3 separate regions of the Sus scrofa genome follow, and all the other regions are linked to region 1. A link is a contact called in public Hi-C and HiChIP or PLAC-seq data. All regions are on one chromosome and are shown on one strand. Each heading gives the region's core, a stretch centred on a gene start, on an enhancer-like site or on the middle of the called end of the contact. The rest is flanking DNA. Distances are from core to core; before and after follow the strand shown. Region 1 holds the start of ATF7IP (activating transcription factor 7-interacting protein 1). Region 2 holds the start of LOC100625850 (histone H2A.J). Region 3 overlaps GUCY2C (guanylate cyclase 2C (heat stable enterotoxin receptor)).

The links. Hi-C and Micro-C count contacts between places; a contact is called where the count stands out from the background. HiChIP or PLAC-seq counts read pairs in DNA pulled down with a chosen protein or histone mark.
Region 2: a contact with region 1 is called in a Hi-C map of heart right ventricle, with 4 times the contacts expected there. The contact joins the promoter of LOC100625850 here to the promoter of ATF7IP in region 1. A contact is called at or near these places in 1 of 5 promoter capture datasets (fetal liver) and 2 of 47 Hi-C or Micro-C datasets (embryonic fibroblasts and heart right ventricle).
Region 3: an H3K27ac HiChIP or PLAC-seq map of skeletal muscle shows a contact between it and region 1. The contact joins the enhancer-like site here to the promoter of ATF7IP in region 1. A contact is called at or near these places in 1 of 5 promoter capture datasets (liver), 6 of 47 Hi-C or Micro-C datasets (embryonic fibroblasts, fetal skeletal muscle, psoas muscle and 2 more) and 1 of 2 datasets of contacts at active chromatin or transcription factors (skeletal muscle).

What each region holds. Positions count from the first base shown.
Region 1 is chr5:58,147,835-58,151,775 of Sscrofa11.1, reverse strand. It overlaps ATF7IP (activating transcription factor 7-interacting protein 1), which reads left to right and starts at 1,796. Exons shown (of 15, transcript XM_003126462.5): 1 at 1,796-1,999.
Region 2 is chr5:57,775,350-57,779,290 of Sscrofa11.1, reverse strand. It overlaps LOC100625850 (histone H2A.J), which reads left to right and starts at 1,618. Exons shown (of 1, transcript XM_013997814.2): 1 at 1,618-2,283. The coding sequence starts at 1,726. The coding sequence ends at 2,115.
Region 3 is chr5:57,882,908-57,886,848 of Sscrofa11.1, reverse strand. GUCY2C (guanylate cyclase 2C (heat stable enterotoxin receptor)) reads right to left here. Exons shown (of 27, transcript NM_214105.1): 20 at 3,328-3,419. Among named protein-coding and RNA genes, the nearest start is that of GUCY2C, 62 kb to the right of the region's middle. Within about 2 kb of position 2,143, at least 3 of the 83 cell types and tissues checked have an H3K27ac peak or open chromatin away from gene starts, as enhancers often do. A contact at or near this core is called in skeletal muscle, where this site is marked.

The sequences.
Region 1 (3,941 bases), core at 547-3,046:
GGATCCAAGTCTAGAATATGACATCTAAGAAAACTGATCAGTTGGTGAGTTTATGCTCAATTATTTCCCCTTTGCCATTAGCCAGGATGATTGAGAATGAATTATTAAAAAAAAAAAAAAAAAGGAGTTTCCATCATGGCTTAGTGGTTAATGAACCTGACCAGTATCCATGCCCATGAGGACCTGGGTTTGATCCCTGGCCTTGCTCAGTGGGTTAAGTAAGGATCTAGTTAACTCTGTGGTGTAGGTCGCAGACGCAGCTTGGAACCCTTTGCTGTGGCTGTGGCATAGGCTGGTGGCTACAGCTCCAATTCAACCCCTAGCCTGGGAATCTCCATATGCTGTGGGTGTGGCCCCTAAAAAGACAAAAGACAAAAGACAAAAAAAAAAAAAAAAAAAAAAAAGATTCCTTTGTATGTGCTTATAGAAGTCAAGGAGAAACCTAATGAATGAAACCTTCTTCCAATCCCATTTCTCTAATTATAGAATGGAATTTTAAATATTGGTATTGAACATCTAACTTATAATTGAGCACTATGTACAAAATAAATTATAATACATACTTTGTTATAACTGAGCCTCTATTTGTAACTTTTTGTGCACCCATGTACTATGTTCAGTACCAAGGACTTTACAAAGCTTAGCAATTAAGCAATGAAAATCTAATTGTGTTATTTCCTAACTTAAAACCTTTTAAATTATTCCTCATTGTTTGTTCTTACAATAAAATCCAACTTTTAGACAAGGGAACCCTATTAAATCAATTCTCATGTTAGTGATGACCTCTTCTGGGAAGGCACTGCTGATTCTCTAACTATGGATGAGGGGTTTCTCCTAAAAGCCAGGCAGTATTTCTAAGTTGAAGGACCCAAATTATAAAAATAATTAACCACCATATACTGATTTCTTATTACTTACAAATTCTTCCTGTTTACTTTTTTGTCTTCTCCACTGTAATAGACTGCTTGAGGACAGGCACCTAATATGGGTCTGGAACACAGGAATTGCTAATTAAATATTGAATGAGTAGATTAATTTCAGAGAGAAGTGATATTAAAATCCTCTCGATCTACTTCTCAGGCTGTTTTGCTTTGCAAAACACATTTACGGGTTATCCTACCATTTTGCCCTCTCAAACCATTTGAATTACAGGCATGAGAAAATTGAGTAAAACACTTATTCCAAGAAACAGGTATGTAAGCTGGACGTGAGCCTAGATCTTCCAACAAATATACTTGCATCTTCTTCATTACACCTTGTGGCCTTCATTACTTGTTGGCTCCCAATTATAAAACTGTATAACAGGGATACAACTTCTGGTGGAAGGGTATGACTAGAAGCGCTTGCTCTGACACAGAACAACGGAAAGAAAAGATGTGTTTGCGCCATTCCCTCATGACTTAAACAGTTTAAAGTATATTTTGTAAGCTAACACAAATGATAAATCAACATGCTCCAGCCTTTTTTGAAAATCTTTTCCTCAGCTTTTTAACTTTCACCCACTTATTTCCTTCCTTCCTTCTTTTCTAAGGCTCATAGAGGGCGCTCACAAAGTACTACTCACTAGTTGAGCAAAGCTCCACTCATAATACACACCTCACTGCAACACAGAGGCGCAGCGCCACCACCTCAGACTTCCTTCTCTTTTCCACGGCGGGAGGCGGGGCCAATATTTCTCATTCAAATAAAAAACCAGAAGATTTGCATGGGGAACGGCCATTCCGTGAGCCTATTGGATGAAAGCACAGTGGGCGTGGCCAATATTACGACCACTGAGCCCCGCCTATAATGATTTGCATAACGGCCCCGGCGCGTGCAAGGGAGAAGCGGGTTTGTTTTTGAATCTGCGGAGGCGGCGGCGGCGGCGGCGGCGGCGCGGCGCGGCGCGGCGCGGAGACTGAAGCGCGCGAGACTGAGGCGGCAGCGGAGGGGACGGCTGCGCCGGGCGACTCTGTAGGAAGGAACTTGGTTCCCCCTCCCTCATCTCCCGCCCCAAAAGGTATCTTTGAGTCCCTTGGGCTGATAGAACAACATTTTCTTAAATTACTATTGTATTTCTGAAGAGTCAAGACCGCATTATGGCGGCTGCGGGAGTTGTGTTGCGCCTGCGCGGTTGCGGAGCTGCGGGCGGACGCTGCATGGGAGCACGTGATCTTGCGGGGTCGGGCTCTAGCTGCAGTTGTGCAGCTGGCGGGGCGGTGGCTGCGCAAGCGCAATATTCATTTTCAAGATCTAATGTTCTTGTTGGACGCCATTCGGGTTCTAGATTTAATTTTCCTCATTCTTGAGGGGTTTCATTTTGTTACGCTTAAATTCCCTCACTTTTCAAGAAAAACGTTTCTCTTATGTTGTATTCCTGTACCGACCTCAGACTTTTTTATGATATTTCTCCGATTCTTTGAGAAGCTGTGTACTTAGTTTTCTGTAAAAATGATTGCCCACTTGTGGTTCTCGATTTTAATTTCACTTTTGGGACAGTGCTGGATTCAATTGTATATTTAGGGAGATAAAGATCAGCACCTAGTGGTGTTATCACGGGAAGTGCATTTATTTGAACTGCATATTTGCAAATACATTTTTAACCCTATTTTTACCAGTCCTGTTATGGAATGTTTTCAAAATGGAAACAGTTTGAATTTTGGAAATATGAAGGCAAGGAGCTTTGGAAGAACTTATATAACGTTTGAAAGGAAACCTCAATCTACTTGCGTATTTATTTTTTAAAAATATTTGATCCTTAGTGAAGTTTTAATCAGTGTGTACTTTTGATCTTTCATGCATTTGAGTTTCACATTTTTTCTCTCCCTGTCACTTGTCCATTACCGCTGCAGTTAGATTATTTTTATTACTCTGACTTTTAAAATTAAGTCATTTTCTTAGCGTTTTGTTTGTAATGATATGTGAAATAGAACACTAAAACTTGATACATTTTTCTGTTAAAGAATTCTGCAAAGAACTCTCAACTACACTGAGGCCTTTATTAGGACATCGTGAACCATCAAGAAAACAGTTGATTAAAAAAATGTCATTTATACATATAAGATAAAATTGTGTTTGATTTTTTAAAATTGTGTGTTCCTGGTTTCTTAAAGAAGTAGTTTCTTAAAAGAAGTAGTTTCTTAAAGAAGTAGTTATAAGTGTGCTACTTATTATTTTAGTTTAAAATGTTAGTGTCATTATATTTGAATCTTATATGAGCCTCTGGGAGAAGTTTTATACAATTTGATATAATTTTACTGTTGTGCAAATTATTTCTTACTGGACTGAAAACTTGTAAATGGTTGTCATAAACTTTATCTGTGGTTTGTATATATAACAGTTGTTTTTCTTGGTTGGTTATGTAACTCTAAGTCAGTCACCTGTCAAACGAAGAAGTGGCTGTTGCTTTGTAATCTTGGTTGGTTTAGGGCCTTTATTGCTTAAAGCACTGTTGAGAAGTACTAAGTAGATGCAATTGAACTTTTGGTTGCTGAATTTTTAAAAAATGACATCACATAGGAGGTAGAATGCAGTGATAGGAACAATTCTTTTTTTTCTCAACAGAACATTTGTTGTTGATATGATTTACAGACCTCTGAAGTCTCCTACCCAGAAATATATTTAGAGGGATACTGTGTAATCTTTCCCCTTGTATGCTTTGGGGGTGGTTATCCAGCATACTCCACCACCCTCTAGACATTGTTGCAGGTGTTTTAGAGATGGAAATATGTTGTATTTTCTGTATCTGTGTGTATGTATATGTTTATCTGAATACGCATACATATTTAGGTTAAGAAAAGAACTTTTATCGTAGGGCATGGTTCCCTCTGTGAAAGTGAAGTATTTTGGTTTGTATATTTAAGCTTATGTTTTCATTTGCATACACCAATGATTGCCTTTTTATGTTAATGTTGAAGATCATAAGAGATACTGAAAACACTGAAAAACATAGTGTACTATGT
Region 2 (3,941 bases), core at 369-2,868, 370 kb after region 1:
CTGAATAACTGTTTCTATAATTAGTGGAAGTATTTTATAATGTTCTTATTAAAATTCAAGTTTCTCAAATCTCCCACTTAAAAATTCAAAAAATAATGGATACCATGATCGTGGATTTAAGTAATGCTTTATACCGCAGAACCCCAATCAGAAGTCTCTCAATACTTTTAAGACAATCCCTGAGCAAAAACGAAAACAATCTAGGAGACAGCAGTCTTCCGAAAGATTTTACTGAGATAAAAGGCATCAGTATTTGAAGGATGATTCATAACTATTTTCCAGGCACTTAATACCTCGAGCGACAAATACTTTAGTAAATTGTGCTCGCTGTCCCTACTCCTGACAAATAAGCCTTTCCAGCAGCAAAGCTTTAGGGTAAATACTTACATATAATTAAATGCTTATTATTTACCTATCCTTACCCATCTCCATAGCACAAAAGGTGCTGTTATTGTTGTTAAAGAAGGATTAACACGAGTTCCTGTGGTGGTGCAGTGGTTAACGAATCCGACTAGGAACCGTGAGGCTGAGGGTTCGATCCCTGGCCTTGCTCAGTGGGTTAAGGATCTGGCGTTGCCGTGAGCTGTGGTGAAGGTCACAGATGCGGCTCGGATCCCACGTTGCTGTGGCTGTGGTGTAGGCCAGTAGCTACAGCTCCGATTAGATCCCTAGCCTGGAACCTCCATATCCCGCGGGTGCAGCCGTAGAAAAGGCAAAAAGACACACGCACACACACACACGGGATTAACAGAACCCTCAGAACACTGGGTATCTGGGGGAAAAAAATCCTCAAAGGTTATATTGTACTACATGATTTTAATCTCTGATTTGAGGGAAGAAAAGTCTTGAAGTGTCAGGATTCTTGTAATGGTAAAATAGGTTGAGGTGCTGTTTTTTTGTTTTTAAGTATTTACTAAGACTAAGAAATCAAGGTTATGAGTTCCTGCTGTGGCAAAATGGGATTCCCGGTGTCCTGGGAGCATCGGGTAGTAGATTTGATCCCCAGCTCGCACAGCGGGTTAAGGATCCAGGTGGTGTTGCAGCTGCCGCTTAGGTGGCACGTGTAGCTGGGATCTGATCCCTGGCCAGGGAATTCCATATACCCATGGGGGGCCAAAAAAGAAATAGAAAGAAATAAATCAAGGTTAGCATATTTTTCAAGTTAAGAGATTTATCTTACTTACAAGAATAAAAAGAAAAATAGTGTTAATAATGACATTCGGTTAAAATTTTCGGGCATACCCTGCGACCTTAATTACTAGAATTTCTCCCTTGAGCATCTCGTACTTGTGGGTGGAGTAACTCTCCGTCTGCATGTTTCAAACTGTGCCTCCCTAATTCTTAAGACGTTCTTTTCCTGGGAGCCAGCCGGGACGCTGAAACCTCAGGATACAACAAATTCAGTGGAAACCCTATACGCTGAGCAGTCGGGTGCAGATTTTCAGGTGGGTGATTATGTAAATGAGGACTAGGGATTTGCTCATCTGATTGGAGAGAGCTGGAAAAGGCGGTCCTTCTGCCAGCAGAGCGCGCTAATTGGGAGCGGAGCCTGCCTGTCATTGGTCACCTAAACTGAGGATGTTGCGGCGCCCAATGGGAAGGCTCTGACTAGCGTCAGCAAAGTGTTGGTAGAGGCAGTTCCGGTGTGATACGTCGCATTTCCTTACTAGAAACCGGACCGCTGGATTTTTTTCTCCTCGCTGGAGTTTTTGGTGAGAGGTAAACATGTCCGGTCGCGGAAAGCAGGGAGGCAAAGTGCGAGCAAAGGCCAAGTCCCGCTCCTCCCGCGCGGGCCTGCAGTTCCCGGTGGGCAGAGTGCACAGACTGCTGCGCAAAGGTAACTACGCGGAGAGAGTGGGCGCCGGCGCGCCGGTGTACCTGGCGGCGGTGTTGGAGTACCTGACCGCGGAGATCCTGGAGTTGGCTGGCAATGCCGCGCGGGACAACAAGAAGACCAGGATAATCCCTCGCCACCTGCAACTCGCCATCCGCAACGACGAGGAGCTAAACAAGCTGCTGGGGAAAGTGACCATCGCTCAGGGCGGCGTCCTGCCCAACATCCAGGCCGTGCTGCTACCCAAGAAGACGGAGAGTCAGAAGACGAAGAGCAAGTGACCCTGACTCTGCTAGGGAAGCTGGCTTCCCCAGCCAAGCCTCTTCCCACAGCCGCCCCGCAGTGTTTTTGAATATGCTTAATGTTATGGAGGGCCGGCTTGGTCTAGTGGGGAGGTGGGCGGCAAAGGGCCCACCGGGGTCGGAGGCCAATAAAGTCAGTGAAAATCCTCTGGTCGATAGAGATATGTAGTCGCGGGCGCCTGCCGGATGACCCACGGGGCAACCGGGAGACCTTTGGAGGAGGTACTTGTGGGTCGGCTTGAGCCACTAACTGGGCTGCTTTGGTCCGTAGGTCACCTTCCAGGCGCTACGGGCGGATAAGGGCTATCAGAAGGGACCCACTGCCCAGGAGGTGGGCAGAGTTGGGAACTCTCCCAGCTGGCTTGAAGGCAAAGTAGGTGCGGCTGCGGCTGGGGAATTTTTAGGCCCCCTTGCCAAGGCTTTTGCTCTCCTGCCCTGTTTGGGCAGTTTAGGAACCAGTTCTGGAAAAGGAGCGGTGACAACGAGCGAACTGGCCTTGGGCAGGAAGTTGTCTCTCTGGTCATTATTTTAAAAAGGTAGAATAACTTTCTGTCTTCGAAGAGTGGTCCCAATGACACAGTGTCAACAGATTCTTCTTAGCCTGATGGTTGTGTTTTCGCCTTTCGAATAGCCGATATTTTGATGTACACGCTTATGCTCACATTTCTAGAAAATGAAGGAAACATCCAATAATATGTGTAATACAGAAGCATGAGTCATGAGGTTGGAAATGTGTTCCCCTGACACTCACATTGCATAACAGTGCAGCGCCTTTAGTCATGAGTTACATATGTTTATGAGCTTTTAAAATGATTTTCTCAAGTTTCCAGCTTCATAATGGTCTTCTCTCCATCATACTATATTTCTTTGGAAGTGTAATTGATTTGATTTTGCTTTGTAACGACAGATCGCTGGACATCCCTTATGATCTACCACTGGCCTGAAGTAATGACCCCATTCCAACCAATCCTGTAGGGATTGTGTTGCTTAATGACAGTCATGCTTTAGTAAATATGTGAGATGTGCGCAAAGGTAAGGACAAGTGATACAGATGCAGGGAGGGAAACACATTTCAGATCAGCCATCTACATTTAAAAGTTAAACACTAGCAATCCCATTCAGTTCTTGGTTGACCCTTCCTTTTCACTCTTTTCTACAAGATTCATCCTGCCCTCATGGTCCACAAAAAAGTTCCCCGTTCAGATTTCACATCTTTGGATTCATCTTTCCTGTGAGTCAGAGTTGAAGTCTTCCTGAAAAAACAAATGAAACAAAAGAGTGGGTATGTGTTCATCCTTGGCAGTGTTTGGCCAATTTTCCATATGAATTTTATTTTTTCCCCAGTATTTATTGAGCATCTCTATATGCCAAGCACAGTACTAGGTGATGAGTAATGTGGTCTAGCTGTGGCTGAGACCCAACTAGATTTCCATTCTTGAAGCTCACTTTTTTGTTTTTTTCTGGGTAACTGAAGACAGGACAATGAACAAGTAAGTTAATATCAGAAAGGATTCCCCTTCAGCTTCCATTAGCACTTGTGTCTCTGCTGCTTGTGGAGTAAATGCTGGGATCACTTCTCCCACGTGGTCATGACTGAGGTATATACAAAGGTCAGGCCACACATACCCCTGTTAGGAGGCAGATTATCACTCCCCAGTTCTTGAAGAGAATAGTCCCCCAAGGGGATATACCATGGGCAGTTTCCAAGGTATCCAGCTGTTTACTCTCCTCCTTACCTTCTGTCTAGAAGGCTTCCTCATATGTAAAGTAATATCTATAACATATCTAAAATCATATATATATAT
Region 3 (3,941 bases), core at 894-3,393, 270 kb after region 1:
AAAGTTTTAACTTTAGGAAGGATCAAAGAAACAGATACAACACTAAAAAAAGAAAAATAAATGTTAGAACAATGGTCATCAATGTAGGTAAGATGGAAGAAAAATATACAATACCACCTTCCTGGAGAGAAATAAGCTTTAAGAATAAGCTTTAAGAATGCTTATGCCTGAGTTCCCTTGTGGTTAAGGATCTGGCATTGTCACTGCATCAGCTCAGGTTGCTGTTGTGGTGAGGATTGGATCCCTGACCTGGGAACTTCTACATGCTGAAGGTGCAAGCAAAAAGAATTTTATGTTGATCAGTCCATCAACTCAACTTCTAAGAATTATCCAAAGGAAAGAGTCATGAGTATACTGAAAGTAAACTGCAAAGAAAGCAATGTTTGCAATAGCAAACATTAAAAAATAACCTAAATGTGTAACAGAAAGTAGCTAAATATTATGATACAATGGAATATGAATGTATCATTAAATACACAAATTAGAATGAAATACAGGAAAGATGCTACCTCTATGTTAAGTGGAAAAAGTTGGTTTATAAAACAGCAAAAATTATCATCTCATTTTTAATTTTTGAAAACTCGTGGTCATCTATTTAAACATTGCTTGCTCATTCATTTCTTCTAAAGTTTTAATAATGAACATTTTCCAATTAAAAAAAATATAAGAAAAGGACCAAGAAAAGTAAAGCTGAGCCTTTTCTTATTTCCTCCGAACAAAGTCATGGTCCTAACTCTGGATTATTTTGTTAGACCAAGATGACTTAAATGAGATGCCTGCTTTTTGTGATCCTATGACATGCCTGGTGCAGAGCCCAGGCGGGAGGCACATGGAATTCTCGTACAACTGTTGTGAGATTTGGAAACAACAGAGTTGAAGGGGATGAATAAACCACACCATATCATATCATCATCACAGCAATTAAAAGTGACCACTTTTGTACTCGAAAAAACAGACTACATCGTCATCTCCTTTGGTGTGGGTGGGATGTTTGTTAAAAATCCAACACATCTCTGGAGTTCCAACTGTGGCACAATGGGTTAAGAATCCGATGGCAGTGGCTTGGGTCGCTGTGGAGGCGCTGTTCAACCCCCGCCAGGCACTGTGGTGTAGGTCACAGCTGAGGAAGGGGTTCAATCCCTGGCCCAGGAACTTGCACATGTCACTGGTGCAGCCATAAAAAAAAAACAAAACAAACAAACAAACAAACAAACAAAAAAAAACAACACAAAGCATTTCTGAGTCCTATCACACATCTCTATGATTGGAAACTGCTAGGCTTGGGATTAAGAGAATTTTTTAACAAGTTCCCTAGGAGATTCTTACCAGACACCATTATGGAGTCTCACTGGGTAGAAAGAGTGAGGGAGCAGGTGTCAGGGCTGAAGATGAATTATTTTACTTCATGATGAATTGATTCAATTAAAACAGTTTCCTCAACCTTGGCTGTGTATTTTAATCACTTGAGGAGCTTACTTAAACTCCTGAAGCCAGCCTGTGCCCAGATCAATTACAACAGACTCTCTAGGGTATGATTCTGGCAACAGTATTTTAAAAATCTCCCCAGGTATCACAATGTACAGCCAAGTTGAAAGTCACCCTATTAAAGGCTAAATATCAGGAGCCCAGTTTTGTCTTCATGAGCTTACATTTCATCTGTCACACATACAATCTTTTTTTTTCTTTTTTTGGCTGTCCCTCGGCATATGGAGCTCCCCGGCCAGGGATCAGATCCGAGCCACAGTTTCGACCTTAGCGACAGCTGTGGCAATGCCAGACTGGGGATAAACCTGTGTCCCAGTCTGTCACATATACAATCTTATCTGCGAAGAAATGAAAAGGGATAAGAATGGAATCATTTATAATTCCATTTATTATTTCTCGCTCCTTTTCTTACAAATGATGGTTTAGATTTATCACTCAATGGCCACATTTTCATTGCCTTCACTCCCCCTCATCTCAGCCCTGGACTTTTTTTAGCCTCATTAAATATCTGTGTCTTTGACTTAATGAGAACCTCCAGAAGTTAGAGCTGGAAGAAACTGCAGAAATCATCTTGTTCATTCCAATTTTACTGGCAACAAAACTGACACCCAGTTAGGGTAAGTGGCTTGTCCAAAGTCCAACAAGCTATTATTAGACCCTAGTCTAGAAACTGGATCACCTAACTCTTAACCTCAGAGCTGTTTTTCTCACCCTGCATTGTATCTAACTGAAAACATGAGAAATCTAAAACTTAATCTTATTGGATAATTGTGTGCTATTTTTTTTGATCCCAAATTATAATCTGATTCATGGCTCCAGTCTTAAGTGCTTAAGGTCAAAGTTTCAGATTTTAGGATTTTAAAATTGTTAGGGAGTTCCCCTTGTGGCTCAGCAGTAATGAACCCAACTAGGATCCATGAGGACTTGGGTTTAATCCCTGGCCCTCACTCAGTGAACTGGGGATCTGGCATTGCCCTGAGCTGTCATGTAGGTCACAGATGAAACTAGGATCCCATGTTGTTGTGGCTGTGGTGTAGGCTTGCAGCTGCAGCTCCAATTTGATCCCTAGCCTGGGACTCTCCATATGAAATGGGTGTGGCCATAAAAAACAACAACCACCACCAAAAAAAAAAGATTTTAAAAATTTAAGAAACTTGGGGATCTTAAGAATTATCCAGGGGCTCTGCAGATTTCCATGATTCATACTAGACTTCTAAATCCTAATCACCAGCAGAAGTGTCAGGGAACTCTATTTTTAACAGATATATTTGTTGTTGTTGTTGTTGTTGTTTTTTTGTCTTTCTTTTGTCTTTTGTCTTTTGTTGTTGTTGTTGTTGTTGTTGCTATTTCTTGGGCCGCTCCCACGGCATATGGAGGTTCCCAGGCTAGGGGTCCAATCGGAGCTGTAGTCACCGGCCTACGCCAGAGCCACAGCAACGCGGGATCCGAGCCGCGTCTGCAACCTACACCACAGCTCACGGCAACGCCGGATCCTTAACCCACTGAGCAAGGGCAGGGACCGAACCCACAACCTCATGGTTCCTAGTCAGATTCGTTAACCACTGCGCCACGACGGGAACTCCTTAACAGATATATTTGTGATCAGTCGGAATTTAGTTTCTAATCAGGCAAGTTTTGCCCTCGAATTCTTAACTTTTCAAGTGATTATTTCCCTGAGAAAAATCGTCTGTTAGTCTCTGGATCACTTTAATTCTTTTGAGGGGAATTGCAGTCTGAGATTTTTCATTAGAAAAGACATTCTCACACTTAGCTGCCACTGAGTATCAACTATTATTAGAAAAGTCTGAAATTAGTGAGGAAAAGTAAAAATTTCAGCAATACCCAAATATCTTGGCCAACGTATTCTCAATTTTCTTGAAGTCTGGTCTCTTTTCTGGATCTTCCTCCCAGCAGTTTTTGACAAGCAGATAGACCTAGAAAGGCAGACAAGGCAGATTAACTCAGGGGGCTGTATCCTATCTTATTCTGTTCAGGGATGGGAGAATAGTTTTAAAACATCTCAAAAAACAAACAAAAAAACACAAAGGAGTTCCAAAAGCACAGTGGAAACAATCTGACTAGGAACCACCGCGAGGTTTCAGGTTTGATCCCTGGCCTCTCCCAATGGGTTAAGGCATAGGTCAGCGGCTACAGCTTCGAAGGGACCCCTAGCCTGGGAACATCCATATGCCATGCGCGTGGCCCTAAAAAGCAAAAAAGAAAAAAAAAATCTCAACTCTGACAAAGAGGATGGGATGGCTCAGTTCCCTGTAGCCTCTCTCAGTCACAGCCACCTGCACTCCCTTGCCTCACCCTTCCCTTCAGCCCTAAACTAATAAAAATGGTGGTACTGGTTTTGATGAGGTCAGGTTGATGGGAGATACAAAATGCTTTCCAGACATTTGCAGGGTTTATTTTGGGAAGGGCAATAAATATCGGAGCTCAGTGAGTAAGAG